Linked DNA regions of Sus scrofa: region 2 is linked to region 1. A link is a contact called in public Hi-C data. All regions are on one chromosome and are shown on one strand. Each heading gives the region's core, a stretch centred on a gene start, on an enhancer-like site or on the middle of the called end of the contact. The rest is flanking DNA. Distances are from core to core; before and after follow the strand shown. Region 1 has its middle 180 kb from the start of PARM1. Region 2 has its middle 71 kb from the start of RCHY1.

Region 1 (7,352 bases), core at 3,421-5,920:
CCTATAATTCATTTCATATAGATATTTGAGGAAATTTATCTTTGAGATGGAGAAAGAGATTATAAATAAAACATAAACAATAGGGAACTAAAATGCCCACTAGGCTATTTGAAGATGTGGCGTGTATACCAAACATTCAAATGAAACTTGCTATTGGTGAACTAAGCTATGTAGCACATGGAAAATGTACATAAATACGTCTCTGCTGCTCCAAACCTAGATTTTATTCCTAAGTAGTCATGTCATAGAAAATAAGGAAGGGACACATACGATTAGAAAGCAGACATAATATGCATCATTATCATTCAGAAATGTGGAATTCTGGCCTAGATAAACTATATGGAAATCAGGAAAATGGATGCCAGGTTAGTCCAAAGTCCTACATCATATTAATACAGAACATCTGGTGAAAAATTATTCTCTGGCAACGAGGTCACTTCTTTTCCATAAGGTAACAAAATAGAGCCTTAAGGCAAAAGGTATATACTATTGAGCTTGCACTTTAAAAAGGGAAACAAACAAAGGATTAGAATCAAGGGATCGTAACAACTCTTTCATAAGGCTAAATCTCAAGCCAGGACAGAAGTAAATTCCTTGAAAAATATTCTTGACAAAATAGATGAATGTTGGGAGTTCTCTTGTGGCACAGGGGGCTAAGGATCCTTTGTGGTCACTCCAGTGGCCAGCGTCGATACTGTGGCATGGATGTGATTCCTGGCCCGGGGAACTTCCATAGGCTGCAGGTGGGGTGAAAAAAAAAATAGGCGAGTGTTCTTAGGAGATAGATTATGCTGCATGTGAGAGACCCCAAGTTATGGTGGACTAGACCTTTTATCTTCTTTCTGATTGATGGATGGTCCTGAGGGAGGGCACAGGGCTGTGACAGTAGCTCTGCTCCGTTAGGTTCTCGAGAGACCCAGGCTTCTTAGAAAGTTGTTGCCTCTCTATCTCTGGATTATTGCTCTCATCCCCACACGGGCCAAGCTCTCCTGCCACTAAATCTACACTCTAAGCTGCAGGTCGGCGGAGGCCAAAAAAACAAGATGGCCCTCCCTTTAATGACACAGTCTAGGCGTGGTGTGACACACAACACTTAACACTCACATTCCATGGGCCAGAGCTCAGCTACATGGCCACCCAGGGGACCAGAAGCTGGGACATGTCCTCTTTATTCTAGCGGTCACATGAGCCCAGCTAAAACTCTATTGCAATGGAAGACGGGAAGAATAGGTATTGGGAAGAGTGAGCCACGTCTTAGCGGGCAACATGAGATTGAAAAAAGGAGACAAAGCCCAGTTGAGGAGAGGAAGCTCTTTGTACCTTCCCATCAATATCACTGGACTCTGGGTTCTGTGTTGCCAAATTGGAACTGACAGCACCTATGGCTTGAACCCAGCCAGAACCCAGGCTGGAACTTGAACCACATGCCAGGACTCAAATCCAGCCTAAACCCAGATTGGGACTTGAACCCATGGTTTTTAAAATATAATCACTCACCCAGCCTTACTGAGAACTTACTGAGGTTCAGGTTCTTTGTGTCTCAGTTCAGAAGGAATTCAGCAAAGTGATAGGCAAGAAATAGATTTATTAAGATGCGGCACTTGTGAGAGATGGAAGCGGGCAGGTAAGGAGGCTCTGCCCCAGGGATCAGGCGGGCTACAGTTTTTAATAATCCAAGGGGAGCGGGGGTGGGAAAAGACCACCACTTTCTCTTTCTTCCAGTAGTAGCTCCTTCTTGGTAGCCGGTAAGAGAGTATTTGACCCTTTAAAGTCAAACTAAGACGGTCTTGGTGCTTATTCAAATCAGCAGAAGGGCGGTTCTCAAACTCCTGCCCTTGGTCTGAACCAGAATACAAACCTCACCCCATCCCCCCAAAAAAAACCTGAGGCATATCTCCCACCTCCATTAGTCAAGCAAGCCTGCTCATTCCGACGGCTTTCTTGAGCAATTATTAACTTCCAGCTATCTCCCCAAATTCCTCAGTTTCCCCTTTCTATCTATGGTCCCTTATTGGGATTTCTACAACTACCTGTGTAACTATCCTACTCCATCCCTATCAAAATTTCCCAGGAGAGTGCCTGAGACTGGGGGTGGGAATACAAAGGGGATTTTTGAAGATTTTTTTGATCATATACAGGCTCTTAGAGACAGATTTAGCTTGTGATTGGACTCACCAGTGTCATCTATTGTGAGAGTTATTTCTAGGAATTGAGGACTATTTCTGTCTAAAGGAAAGGCCGACTTGTGGAGAGAAAGACTGCTCCATCCATAGGGTGCATATGGACAAAGCTGGGGTCTGACACTCTGGTGTCAGATTGGGGTGTGGTTCTGAAGAAGGAGGGGGAAGAAGAAGCAGTGGATGATCAACTTTATCTGATCAGAATAAGAATGTCTCAGCATAAAAGGGTCATCCCTCCGAGATTGAGGAAGGAGGGCTGTTTGGAATAGTAAAAACAGCAAACATTTAACGTGTTTTAGGCATTGTTTAGAGCTTCGCTTGAGTTCACTTAACGTTTATGGTGACTATGAATTAGGTACCATTATTATTTGCATTCTGTAGACGAGATAAATGGGGCACCAAGTTAGGAATCAATTTGCTCAAGGTCATGCTCAGGGTTGAGACTGGAATTTGAACCTAAGCATTTTGGCTCCAGTATTTGCGCCTGCAACTGCTATACTCAGAGATCTTTTTTAAAGGAGGGAAATGGGTTTACCTTAATCCCAGATGAGCCTGTGCATGGTTGGATGTCAGTAAACATGGTGGTTGCCCTACAAGTTTAGGATACAGTAAAAACTGCATTGGGAGTTAACTAGGGGGAGTGCACCAGGGAAGGGTTTAGGAAGAAACAATGAAACATTCAAGGCTCTAAACTGCAGGCCCCACAGCAAGGAGCCTCCAACCAGAAATCAGAGACTTCGGCAGCAGACCCAGATGTTTCAGTCATTTTCTATGTGCGTTCACTCCAACAGTGTACTTAAGCAAGCGCTAGAAAATGTTAGTTTTGTAACTTCTCTGTGCCTCAGTTTTTGCATCCATAAAATGGAAATACCCACGGGCATATTTTAATGGAAATAATTGCTGGAAAGTCTTTGGAGATATATATATGTATATTTTAGGGCTGCACCTGTGGCACATGGAAGTTCCCAGGCTAGGGGTGCAATCGGAGCTGCTGCAGCGGCTGGCCTACACCACAGCTGGGCCTGGAATCAAATCTGCATCCTAATGGATACTAGTTGGGTTCCTTACCACTGAGCCACAAGAGGAGCTTTTAAGAATAGCATCTAAAGCAGTTACTCAAAGTAGTCACATTAGCTCAAGGGTAGGGAAAGGTTTGCTCAAAGCAGCAAACCTGTGTTTGATAAATTCTAACTTATCAAAAACACATGACAGTGAAGAAATGAATGGAGAACTATAGAAAGATGTACTTCTAATGGCAGGGATGACTAGTCATGTAGTGATGGTTGACGAGGCTCAGATGTAAGCACTGGCTACCAATTTTCCAAGCACGTAATCAAGGTGGTTGATAATTTCCTGGCCTTCATACTGAAGACCCTGCACCCCCTACCCAGTAGGACTCTGAGCACGATAGTGCCAAACTCTCTGGATTTCTTGATTCTGTTGGCACAGAAACCTCTGGGAGGTGGTTGGTTTGGGGTTGAGGCAGTCGTCCATGATTTAGAGCAGATTTCCTCTGTGCATTAATTTTTAACTGTGTGTAGGAGGTAGCATGACCAAGTGGTGAGCTGGGACGATTGGGAACATTCAACTTGACCTTGATTTCTGGTCCCTCCCACCAGCCAGGTGACCTTGAATAAAGGACCCCTCTTCTTTAAGCTTTGATTTCCCTGACTGTAAAAAGAAAATAAGAGGCCCTCCCTCTTAAGATTGTCGGAAGGTTTACAGGAGCATGTGAAGTGCATAGCACTCTGATGGAGTCAGAGTAAGTGCTAAAATCATGTTTCCTATTATTTTTAATATCATCACTCTTAGGGACCAAGGGCCAATTCCATTGGTTCTAGATTTTCACCAACTCTGTTATCATTTTGAAATTTGACTAATCTACATGTGAAGAGTATGGCCGAGGATTTTTGAGTTACTCCCCTCTCCCCCATTCAGCAAGGGGCTACAAGGAGCTTGTAGTAATACCAACTCCCCATGTGTCTTCCATGAGCTTTGGGCAATCGTGTACAAAGTTACTCAAACGGTGGCAAAGTGTCTGTACCTACTGCAAGACCTAGGGATAGGAATATGAGTTAGCCAAAGCCATCTATAACCATTTTGAAGTTACTGGCACATGTTGGAGCAATAGCGTGTCTTGATCCTTCTAAGAAAAATTTGCAAGTGTTCTGCTATAATCATATGTAAATCTGAGACTTGGCACTGGCATGTTTCCGTTTAGCAAATGTGTCTAAATAAATTGATCTGCCTTGTCTGGATGCCATGGGTATCTCCAATCATTAGTATTTTTCTGCTGTTGGGTTGATTTTTTTTTTTTTTCCTAGCCTGGTGTAATTCCAGGCAGCTCGCCATTGTCCCAAATGCATTTCTGATTGATTTTCTGCCTAACAACTGACAACTCAACTTTTCAGCAGGAGGCCTGAGCTCAGGCCTCCTTTCTAAAGCTTCCGAGTGTAATATGATCCTGATGGATGGTTCTGAAGAACAACTGGCTTTTGTGATGGAAAAGAAAGTGTAGGCCTTGGTTCCCAAACCCACACTGACTTCTTCCATATGGCCTATGTTACTGTAAATTAGAGAAGGGTGGGAGTGGGGAAGAGGATGGTTGCTTTTCTGGGAAAGGTCAGGATTTAATTCTATTATTATCTTCTTGCTTATAATGTAAAGATTTCTGCTCCCACTTGAATTCACTGATTTATGAAAGTGCTTGGGGCAGGTGGGTGCACCATCTACTTGAGTCCTTGTGTAACTTTACCAAAGTCATTTAAAATCCCATTTTAAAACGTGATTCTAACCAAGTATCAACAGTCACAAATAGCTGAGTGCTTAGGTTCAGTGCTTAATGATACACCTTTTATTTTGGTTTAAATAGATTTTATTCGAGATATTTGCTTCTAATTCAACAATCTGCAAATTGGCTCCAGGGGGTTTCTCCGGCAACCAGTTGCATTCGATATTTGAATCTGAGTCATTCCTGAAGGATGGAAACTTCTGGGACAAACCTCCAAGTCAATCAAAAGGATTACCGGGTATTAATCCTCAATACCAAATCCCCAGCTGTTGGTAAAAATGTATGAGCTATGCTTCTAAAGGACCATGGTTGAGTGACCTGAGTTTAAAGATCCTTTTAAGAGGCAGATGGAATTTCAAATGGTTTAGCTATTTATTAAAGTTCCAGGAGTCTAGGTTCTCCTAAGGGGGCCAACCTAGGAAAATCCAACGGCAAACTCACATTCATTGTTACCCACGGACATAGACAGCAAAGCCTAGTGTTCCATTTCTGCCTCTTGTTTATGCTGCTTCTCAGTCTGGACCACTTTCCCCCATCCTCTTCCCATATCTAAATTCTTCCAAATCTACCTTATAATCGACTGGGAAGTCCTCCTGGATAGTTTGACCCCACGACCTCTTCAATTTTTCACCTCCTAATGCATTTGTGATCTGCACCGTCCAACTCAGCTTATAATTATATTTCATGTATTTCTCTTATTAATATTTGCACATTGGCTCTTCATCTCTCAGCTACAGCTCTTTGAGGGGAGGGATGTTACTTCACACCATCCTTGTAATCTCCTGCTCTCTTTGATGGGGTCCACATCAGCGCCACACATCCTCAAATTAGCTAAACATTTACATACAGTCTAAAACATAACTATTGAAAGCCTTTGCAAAATGTCAATCACTTGAGAGTTGGACATTTTAAGCCATGATCCGTTGATACCTTAATGAGAAATTAACACTTTTGCCAGGTAACTTGCATATGGATGGAGGAGAAAAGATGGCCCAAAAAGGACTGTGGAGAAGGACAGAGAATGGATGCCACTTACTTCATACCATTGCCTCCATTATCTCAAATCTTTTAGCGAAGCCATAGTAGATCAGCCAGAGAAAGCACCTCAGTAGATATTTCAACAGAGCATTTAACATCGGAAACTGGTTAAATTGTTGGAAACTGAAAAAGCCAAAAGGAAACACTAGGATATCACAGAGATGGAAATTGCAGGAAGTACTTCCAGGGCCAGGCTGGGGTGAAACGAGGGAAGAGATTATGGTGATAAGAACCTAGAAGCTGGGAGGCGAGGTCCCATGGAACTGCTGAGGGGGGTAAGGTGAGATGCCAAAGAAAGACTCTGGAGCCTGGGACCAACAGCCTTGCCAGGGCCAAAAGCCCTTCCTGAGGATACTGACCAAAATAGCAAGCAAAGATCTGCTCTTGCTGCATAGCCTTCCGGCCTCTTTCTAGTGCCCCCTGTTGGTAAGAACCTATAGGAACTGCTGGCAAAGGAAGGAAAGTTTTTTTAGCCACAGGACAGGAGTAGAGGAGAGCCAAATGAACTTGGATTTGAGAGTCCACAGCTTCCTAACTGGCACACATGGTGACAATACATATTCCCTCTCTACCTCATGGGAGGTTGAGGAGGATGATAAAGAGATCAGAAACGCACCTGAAGCACAGGTAGGAGACAGATGGGGTCTTTAGCATTTGTCAGAACTGAAAGGCCAGGAATGGAGGCAGCCCTTGGCTGACCTGGTCACTCCCGTCTTCAGAGGGAGCCCTGAGCTGGTTTCCTTCTGCCTTCTTTCTTTCTTTCTCTTTTTCTTTTTATGGTGGCACCTGTGGCATACGGAAGTTTCCAGGCTAGGCAGGGGTGGAATCAGAGCTGCAGCTGTTGGCCTACGCCACAGCCACAGCAACAGGGGATCTAAGCAGTATCTGCAGCCTACTTGACAGTTTGTGGCAACACTGGATCCTTAACCCACTGAGTGAGGCCAGGGATCATACCCACATCCTCATGGATCCTAGTCGGGTTTGTGACCCACTGAGCGGCAAGGGGAACTCCCCCTTCTGCTTTCTTTATATTCCTCTAATGAAAATGTCTTTCTATGACTAATCTTTGGGGCTTCCACTGGTTTTAAAGAGTTCCTGCTCTGCCCTCCACTATTTCCCTAACCTCCGTGTTTGTGGGCCTTCCCCAGCTTCCCTGGAGGGAATGTGACAGGAATGCACAGGTGATGCTTTTGGCATGTGACACGAATCTGGAGGTGCTCTGGCTGATTAAATTAAGTGTTAGTGCTCCCTGAAATTCAACTCTAAAGGGTCCTATCATTAGCTACTCATGATAGACTCCTATAGGCACACATACGCAGAGAAGGCTGAAGATTCCTTTCCTA
Region 2 (7,352 bases), core at 1,651-4,150, 140 kb before region 1:
AAGAACCTGGCTAGTATCCATGAGGATGTGGGTTCGATCCCTGGCCTCACTCAGTGGGTTAAGGATCCGGCTTTGCCATGAGCTGCAGTGTAGGGCTCAGATCTGGCATTGCTGTGGTTGTGGCATAAGCCTGGGGCTGCAGTTCTGATTCTGCTCCTAACCTGGGAACTTCCACATGGCAGGGGTGTGGCCCTAAAAAGAAAAGAAAAGAAAAAAGATGCTCAACACGGGCAATCGTAGCAATCCGAGAAAACCTACCCAGGATGGGGAATCAGCTCAGGAAGTTCTGAAAAGCTTCAGCATTTTTGCTGAGTCTTGGTGTTGGGAATTCTAGAGATGACATGGGGAAGAGCACTGCCAGCATTAATAGAATTTGGCAGAGAGAACTGTGAGTGGGTTCAGCTAGAGTCCAGGGTGCCTGCATGAGAGAGGCTGGAGGTGAGGCTGGGAAGTTGCTTGTACCAGAGCAAAAAGGGCTGTAAACCTTCGTCCATGATTATTGAGACAACGAGGATTCACTGAGCTGTTGAGCAAGATGCATTTGGCAACTGGAGGCAGGAGGCGTGGAGAGAGGCCGCATGCAGGGAGGCAGTGGTGACTTCTTCAGGGACAATAGGGACATGGCTGTGAAATCAGACTTTGGTTTAAAGGCACCCAAGCCCTGTACCAATGACTAGAATACACTTGCTGGACGAAGTCGCCACCCTTGTTATAAGGAAGGGGGCAGGTACAGAAGGAGAGGTGACAGCAGATGGAAGGTAAGCAGCATCCTTTGTTCCCACGCTCAGAACTATCCCAGGAGTTCTCGTCGTGGCTCAGTGGTTAATGAATCTGACTAGGAACCATGAGGTTGAGAGTTTGATCCCTGGCCTTGCTCAGTGGGTTAAGGATCTGGCATTGAGTGAGCTGTGGTGTAGGTTGTAGGCGTGGCTTGGATCTCGAGTTGCTGTGGCTCTGGTGTAGGCCAGCGGCTACAGCTGATTAGACCCCTAGCCTGGGAACCTCCATATGCCGCAGGAGCGGCCCCAGAAAAGGCAAAAAGACACACACAAAAAAAACTGATTCCACATGTTAAGTCCCATGGGAGCTTTATAATTAGTGCCCAGGGCTTTGAAAGTGCCAGTTGGCAGAGCACAGCAGGGGATGGGATAAAGGATTGCACTGCAACTGGCTGGGTGAAAACAGAGGACCCACCCTGGGGAGGACCCAGGTATGGGGTGGTGGTGGGGAGAGGCAAGGGGGTCTCCTGCTTCCTGGGCTGTCTACACATCGCATCAAAATGTGTGAGTGCGATTCGGCAACTAGGTCTCTGGAGGGGCTGTGGGGCAGGGCCCCAGCTTCTCCATCTGTAAAACGGCAGGTGTTTTGAGGATTAAATTAAATAATTCACATGCAGCACTTGGCGGAGGGTCTGGAACCCAGCAGACAGTTACCTGTCCCTTGGGCTGCTCCCAGGACAGTGAGCCTATGGTGCTTGGGAGGGCTCTTCATATCAGAGCCCCGTGCTTCTGTCGCTGGAAGGCGTCAGGGCACCTGACTGTTTTGTGTTTGAGGCTGTAGTGTTGCGGCAGCCATGTGAATTAATTTTTTAATTTGCTTGAGTTTTTTGGGGGGGCACACCCTGTGCTATATACAGTAGGACCTTGTTGTTTATATATAACCTAATATATACTATATAGGATTATAGTATATATGTTTGCATATATGTATGCAATATATGTATTAGTTGTTATATATATATATATATATATATATATATTTGTCTTTTTGCCATTTTTCTTGGGCATATGGAGGTTCCCAGGCTAGGGGTTGAATCGGAGCTGTAGCTGCCAGGCTGCCCCAGAGCCACAGCAATGCTGGATCCAAGCTGCTTCTGCAACCTACACCACAGCTCACGGCAACGCTGGATCCTTAACCCACTGAGCAAGGCCAGGGATTGAACCTGCAACCTCACGGTTCCTAGTCGGATTCGTTAGCCACTGAGCCACGACGGGAACTCCAATATATATATATGACCTGCTGTATATATTAGCAGTTTGCATCTGCTAATCCCAAACTGAAGTGGTTGTATCTTGCTACTTCTCCTGCTACCTTGGTTAAGGGCATAGGTACGGAACCCTAGCGCATTACACAGATAAAAGCAGGACTTCTCTGGTGCTGGGGGGGGGGGGGGGGGGATGGAAGATATACCATCCCCCACCCAACCACTCCGCAGAATTCTGGGACTCTGAAAAAACGTAGATTGGCCAGCTAAGGGATGAAGTCACAGTCCTTTGGCCCAACATCACAGAACCATCAAACATGGCTTCTGGGGAAAAAAAATCCTAGAGTTTTTGGTTGAGGTGGCTGGAAAATGAGGTGCAGTTACACCACCATCCCTTGAAGAATTACAGAAGAGGGAGGTCATAGGCTAAAAGGCAAGGAGTCTCTTCTGCATAATTTATGCTTTGATAAAGCTAAGTGGTCTGCACGGAGAAAATTTTGTTGTTTTGGCTGCCTCAAAAGGAACTCCCGCCACTAAAGGGATCTACTACACTCTGTGGGCTCAGAGAAGCAGCTGTCTGGAGAGGTGGTGGATTTGGAAAAGAATCAAGAGGAGATCAGCTGGGAAAGGAAACGGAGGGGAGAGAGGCCCCTCTTCCCTGGGTGAGGAGGTCTTCCTGGCTGGCTTCAGTGAATGGAGCCAGAACTGCCTGCTGGAGCTTGTTTTTGTGGACTTGTAGGCAGTGAAGACATGTCCTATTTCCTTGCAAGTGTGTAACTCTGGATCACCAACCCTGAACTGAGAAAAGGGGAGCAATGTGCAGCCGCGGGGACATGGAGTCCTTTGCTCACATCGTCCACGATGAGGTGTGTGGCTTGGGAAATGCAGAGCCCTGGCAAGGCAGCCCAGAGAGGGAAGAGTCTCCTGTTCTCCCTGCCGGCGGCCAACTCTGGGAAAGCAGGGCTGCTGCTTTCCCACCAAGCTTCCTTCAGGGCGACGTGTGTTTCGCGTTTGCAGGGGGAAGAAAGAGAACATCCGACTCTCTCTCTCCGACTTCTGCGGAGATGTGTTAACTTGAGAAGCGGAGGCGGTGGCATCTTTGATGAGAATTACACTGGCAGCTTGGGGCAACGCGTAATGAAGGGGATTTACAGATTTGCCCTTGAAAGCTGCAGATAGCTGCGTACTGTTCCCAGCTGAGCGAAAGCTAGGGCTGCCTGTTACAAAGGTCAATGCCAAATGTAAATGCATCTCTCTCTTTTTTTTTAGATCATTTCCATAGCATTTTGTTCACAAACGTTGCATAACTTTCCGTTTCTCAGGAAAAATAGTCATTAACATTTTTATTTCCCTCTCCTGGGTTATAATTATGTTGTTATAAATATGGACACTTTAAAGAGAGGCTGCTGAGGAAAACTGGGCATTTTTTGGTGATAAAGAGGAGAAAACAGGGGTGACTGATCTCTCTCAGCAATGATTTCAAACAACTGGCTTTGCGCTTGAGGTGGGGTGAGTGAAAGATTCCACATCCACTAAGGAGATGTTTTGGGCTCTTAAACAATGAAGAGAAACGATAGCATTAAAAATTGAAGAAAAGTGTCATAATTCAAATGGTTTATAATAATAAACTTGAGGAAGTTTGCACAACTTATAAACTCAGAACTCTTCCTTCAAATAAAATTGTATGGGAATGGCAAACATGCAAGGCCAGTCAGAGAGCTGCTCTGGGTGAAGGTGAACTGGCTGTTCCGCATCTTGTTTGTTTGTTTGTTTTAAATTCTTTTTAGGGCTGCACCCTTGGCATGTGGAGGCTGCCAGGCTAGGGATCTAATCAGAGCTGTAAGCTGCTGGCCTACACCACAGCACAGCAACACCAGATCCCAGCCCCGTCTGCGACCTACACCACAGCTCATGGCAACGCCGGAAACTTAACCCACTGGGTGAGGCCAGGGATCGAACCCACATCCTCATGGATACTAGTCAGGCTCCCAACGCGCTGAACCACAGTGGGAACTCCATTAGAACTCATCGTGTTTGTCACCCTCCTTTGACTCTGGGGTGACCACGGAGGTTTCTCTGTGGGACCCCTGGAGTTCTGAAAATCCCAGTGAGAACACAGTGGGTCAAAGAGCAGATTTTCTTTGCATTCCAAGTTTATGGCATTTGGCTGATAGCCTCCAAGTCTATGGGGTGACAAGAGCCACTTAGTGTTTGGGCACAGCCAGCCTGAAGGATAGTCCAAGACCCACAGGAATTGTCCAAAATAGGAAGTCCAGAGGGGATTGGCAATGAATCAAGGACAGAGTCTGAAACAAAGAGTCTGCACCTGAAGTCAGCTAAGACTGGACTGGGTCTGAGTGGGGACAGGATGGGGGTGTGGATTTGGGATAGAGGGAGAAAGCTTTTGTGAGGTGCTGTATTTTGCAGGCAGGGAGCTGCAAGGGTCCCAGGAGGCTTGGAGAGGGATCTGGCTGGGAGCAGTGGTGGGGGGTGAGCCTTCTTATCCTGCAGTCACTTGGCATCTTGAACACACTGTGAGCCTGGGATGGGTCTGAATCACAGGTCCGTCCTGCCCTCTTCCTCCATCTCACTGACTGAGGATGGGGATCTGAGCATAGATGGGCTTCAGAACTGACCTTGGACCAGGATTCCAAATAATCCCCCAAATTTATTTTTATTTTATTTTATTTTATTTTATTTTATTTTATTTTATTTTTTTAAAGTTAGAGATTTTATTTTATTTCATTTTATTTTTTGGTCTTTTTCGTTTTCTAGGGCCACTCCGTGGCATATGGGAGGTTCCCAGGCTAGGGATCGAATTGGAGCTGTAGCCACCCGCCTAAGCCAGAGCCACAGCAACGCGGGATCCGAGCTGCGTCTTCGACCTACACCACAGCTCACGGCAACGTCGGATCCTTAATCCACTGAGCAAGGCCAGGGATCGAATCCTCAACCTCATGGTTCCTAGTCGGATTCATTAACCACTGAGCCGCGACGGGAAATCCCCCCCCCCAAATTTAATGTAATTTAACAATCCTGAATAGATCAAACAAACATGAGCGCTGTCCATTTCCATACCATGGATGTCTGTGCCACTGGGCTTTCAGTGTTGTCCTTATGGTTCTGGGGCTGTAGGGCAGCACCCTCCTCATAACCTAAAGTCGTGTGCACCCAAAAACTCTCCTGAGGCTGAGGGGGAGGGGCACCTGCTGTGAAGCTTGAAAATGGGCACCACCTACTCCCCTGTGTGCCTGGGAGGGTCACCACCCAGCCAGAGAGAGGAGAGATAGTTGAACACGGAGAAACAAAGGCTTATAAATCCTTGTTTTCTTTCTGCCTTGAGTTGATGAATGTTTTCCTCTGGAAATGTCTTTTAAAAGTAGGAATCGAGGAGTTCCCGTCATGGCGCAGTGGTTAACGAATCCGACTAGAACCATGAGGTTGCGGGTTCGATCCCTGGCCTTGCTCAGTGAGTTAAGGATCCAGCGTTGCCGTGAGCTGTGGTGTAGGTTGCAGACTTGGCTCGGATCCCGCGTTGCTGTGGCTCTGGCTTAGGCCGGTGGCTACAGCTCCGATTCCACCCCTAGCCTGGGAACCTCCCATATGCTGCGGGAGCGGCCCTAGAATAGAAAAGGCAAAAAGGCAAAAAGACAAAAAAAAAAAAAAAAAAAAAAAAAAAAGTGGGAATCAAGAGGCTCAACAGGACCTACTCTAGGGTAGGTGAAATCAGGCATCTCTGAAATACAGCCTCATGCCTCTGTGATGAGCTCCAGCTTCTCTTCATGAGTTCTTTATCCTTCCTGCTGCCCATGGCTTACAGAAAACTGTTCAGAGAACTCCAAGAACAGGGAAGTCATTTTAACCTAAGACTAGGAAACACTAAATAGAAGTTTAAATTGAAAGGGAAATTATAGATCTGTTGGCAGTTTAGAGAACAGGGGGAGGGGGAGACCTCAAAGCCCAGAGCCTGATATTTCCTGTTTTTCAGGTCTGGGGCCATCTGTAGTGGTGATTTGAAGCTTCTGGGGCTCTTTCTCCAGAACCCCCTGGAGAGGGGATACCAGGGGAGGGGAGAGAATGCCTGAGTGAGGAAGAGATTCCTTGGCTGTGGAGCTGACTAGGAGGTTTGGCTGGCCTTTGACAAGTTGAAGTCATCTATCTAAGATCCAAAGCTTGAGGAGTGGCCCCCAAACTCAGGGGCCCCCTGGAGCAGATGGATACAGATCTGTCCGGAGAGAGCCAAGCATAATTTAAAATCGGTTAAGTTCCGGGAAACTCAGAAGGGACCGGAGTGTCCAGATAACCCTGATGAAATCTGGATTCCTTTTCTCAGACCACGAAGTTACAAAGAGATTTGGGCCAGAATGTCTTACAGTTGGATGGCACGTTGGTGGCAGAGTCAGGTTTAGAGCTCCTGGCACTTTGCTGGCTCCAGGTTCAGCAATTTTTCATCTCTATAGTTCTACCTCCATCTGCACCTGACTAGTATGTGCCCCAGGTTGTCTTTGTAGGAACCAGTTTCCCATCCCTCCTTCCTCCCTTCCCTCCTTCCTTCTACCTGCAAACTTTTGGTTCTCATCATGTGTCAGGATCTATGTCATTTTTGGAAAGACAAAAATGAGTAATACTGAGTTTTGCGATCTTAAAAATCTTGAAAAAACAAAACAAAACAAAACCAAACAAACAAGGGGAGTTCCCTTTGTGGCTCAGCAGATTAAGTACTTGACTAGTAACCATGAAGAAGTGGGTTTGGTCTCTGGCCCTGCTTGGTGGGTTAAGGATCCTGTATTTCTACAAGCTGTGGTGTAGATCATAGATGCAGCTCGGATCCAGTGTTGCTGTGTCTGTGGCATAGGCCAGCAACTGCAGCTCTGATTTGACCCCTAGCCTGGGAACATCCACATGCTGCAGGTGTAGCCCTAAAAAAAAAAAAAAAAAATCATGCGGGAGTTCCCTGGTGGCTCAGTGGGTTAGGGATCGGCGTTCATCACTGCTATAGCTCTGGTTACTGTTGTGACCTGGGTTCAGTCTCTTGCCTGGGGAGCTTCACCTGCTGTGTGGGCATGGCCAAGGAAAAAATCATCCATCAATCAAGTGGTGAAAGCTTCACCTAAGGACTTATGTGATCAAGGGTCTTTCTAGCCATGTATTCTATTATAATTTGCCACGGGTCATACCTGGGAGTCTCGGTCTAAAGCCAAGCACCTATATTTTTGCCTATGGGATGGTGCTCCTGATGGGTTGGCCAAGTCTAATTTCAGCTGATGGAAATGCTTCATCAGGAACACTTCCTTTCCAGCCATGGGGTAGTGCGAACTCCCTCATCCAACTAGCATTCTGGCCCCAGCACGTAAATGACTGGTAGTGG

Evidence for each region. A called contact is a pair of places that touch in the nucleus more often than the background predicts.
Region 2: a contact with region 1 is called in a Hi-C map of fetal skeletal muscle, with 1.8 times the contacts expected there. The contact joins two enhancer-like sites. A contact is called at or near these places in 1 of 47 Hi-C or Micro-C datasets (fetal skeletal muscle) and 1 of 2 datasets of contacts at active chromatin or transcription factors (alveolar macrophages).

What each region holds. Positions count from the first base shown.
Region 1 is chr8:70,964,274-70,971,625 of Sscrofa11.1, reverse strand. No RefSeq gene overlaps it. Among named protein-coding and RNA genes, the nearest start is that of PARM1, 180 kb to the right of the region's middle. Within about 2 kb of position 4,670, at least 4 of the 83 cell types and tissues checked have an H3K27ac peak or open chromatin away from gene starts, as enhancers often do. A contact at or near this core is called in fetal skeletal muscle, where this site is marked.
Region 2 is chr8:71,106,824-71,114,175 of Sscrofa11.1, reverse strand. No RefSeq gene overlaps it. Among named protein-coding and RNA genes, the nearest start is that of RCHY1, 71 kb to the left of the region's middle. Within about 2 kb of position 2,900, at least 6 of the 83 cell types and tissues checked have an H3K27ac peak or open chromatin away from gene starts, as enhancers often do. A contact at or near this core is called in fetal skeletal muscle, where this site is marked.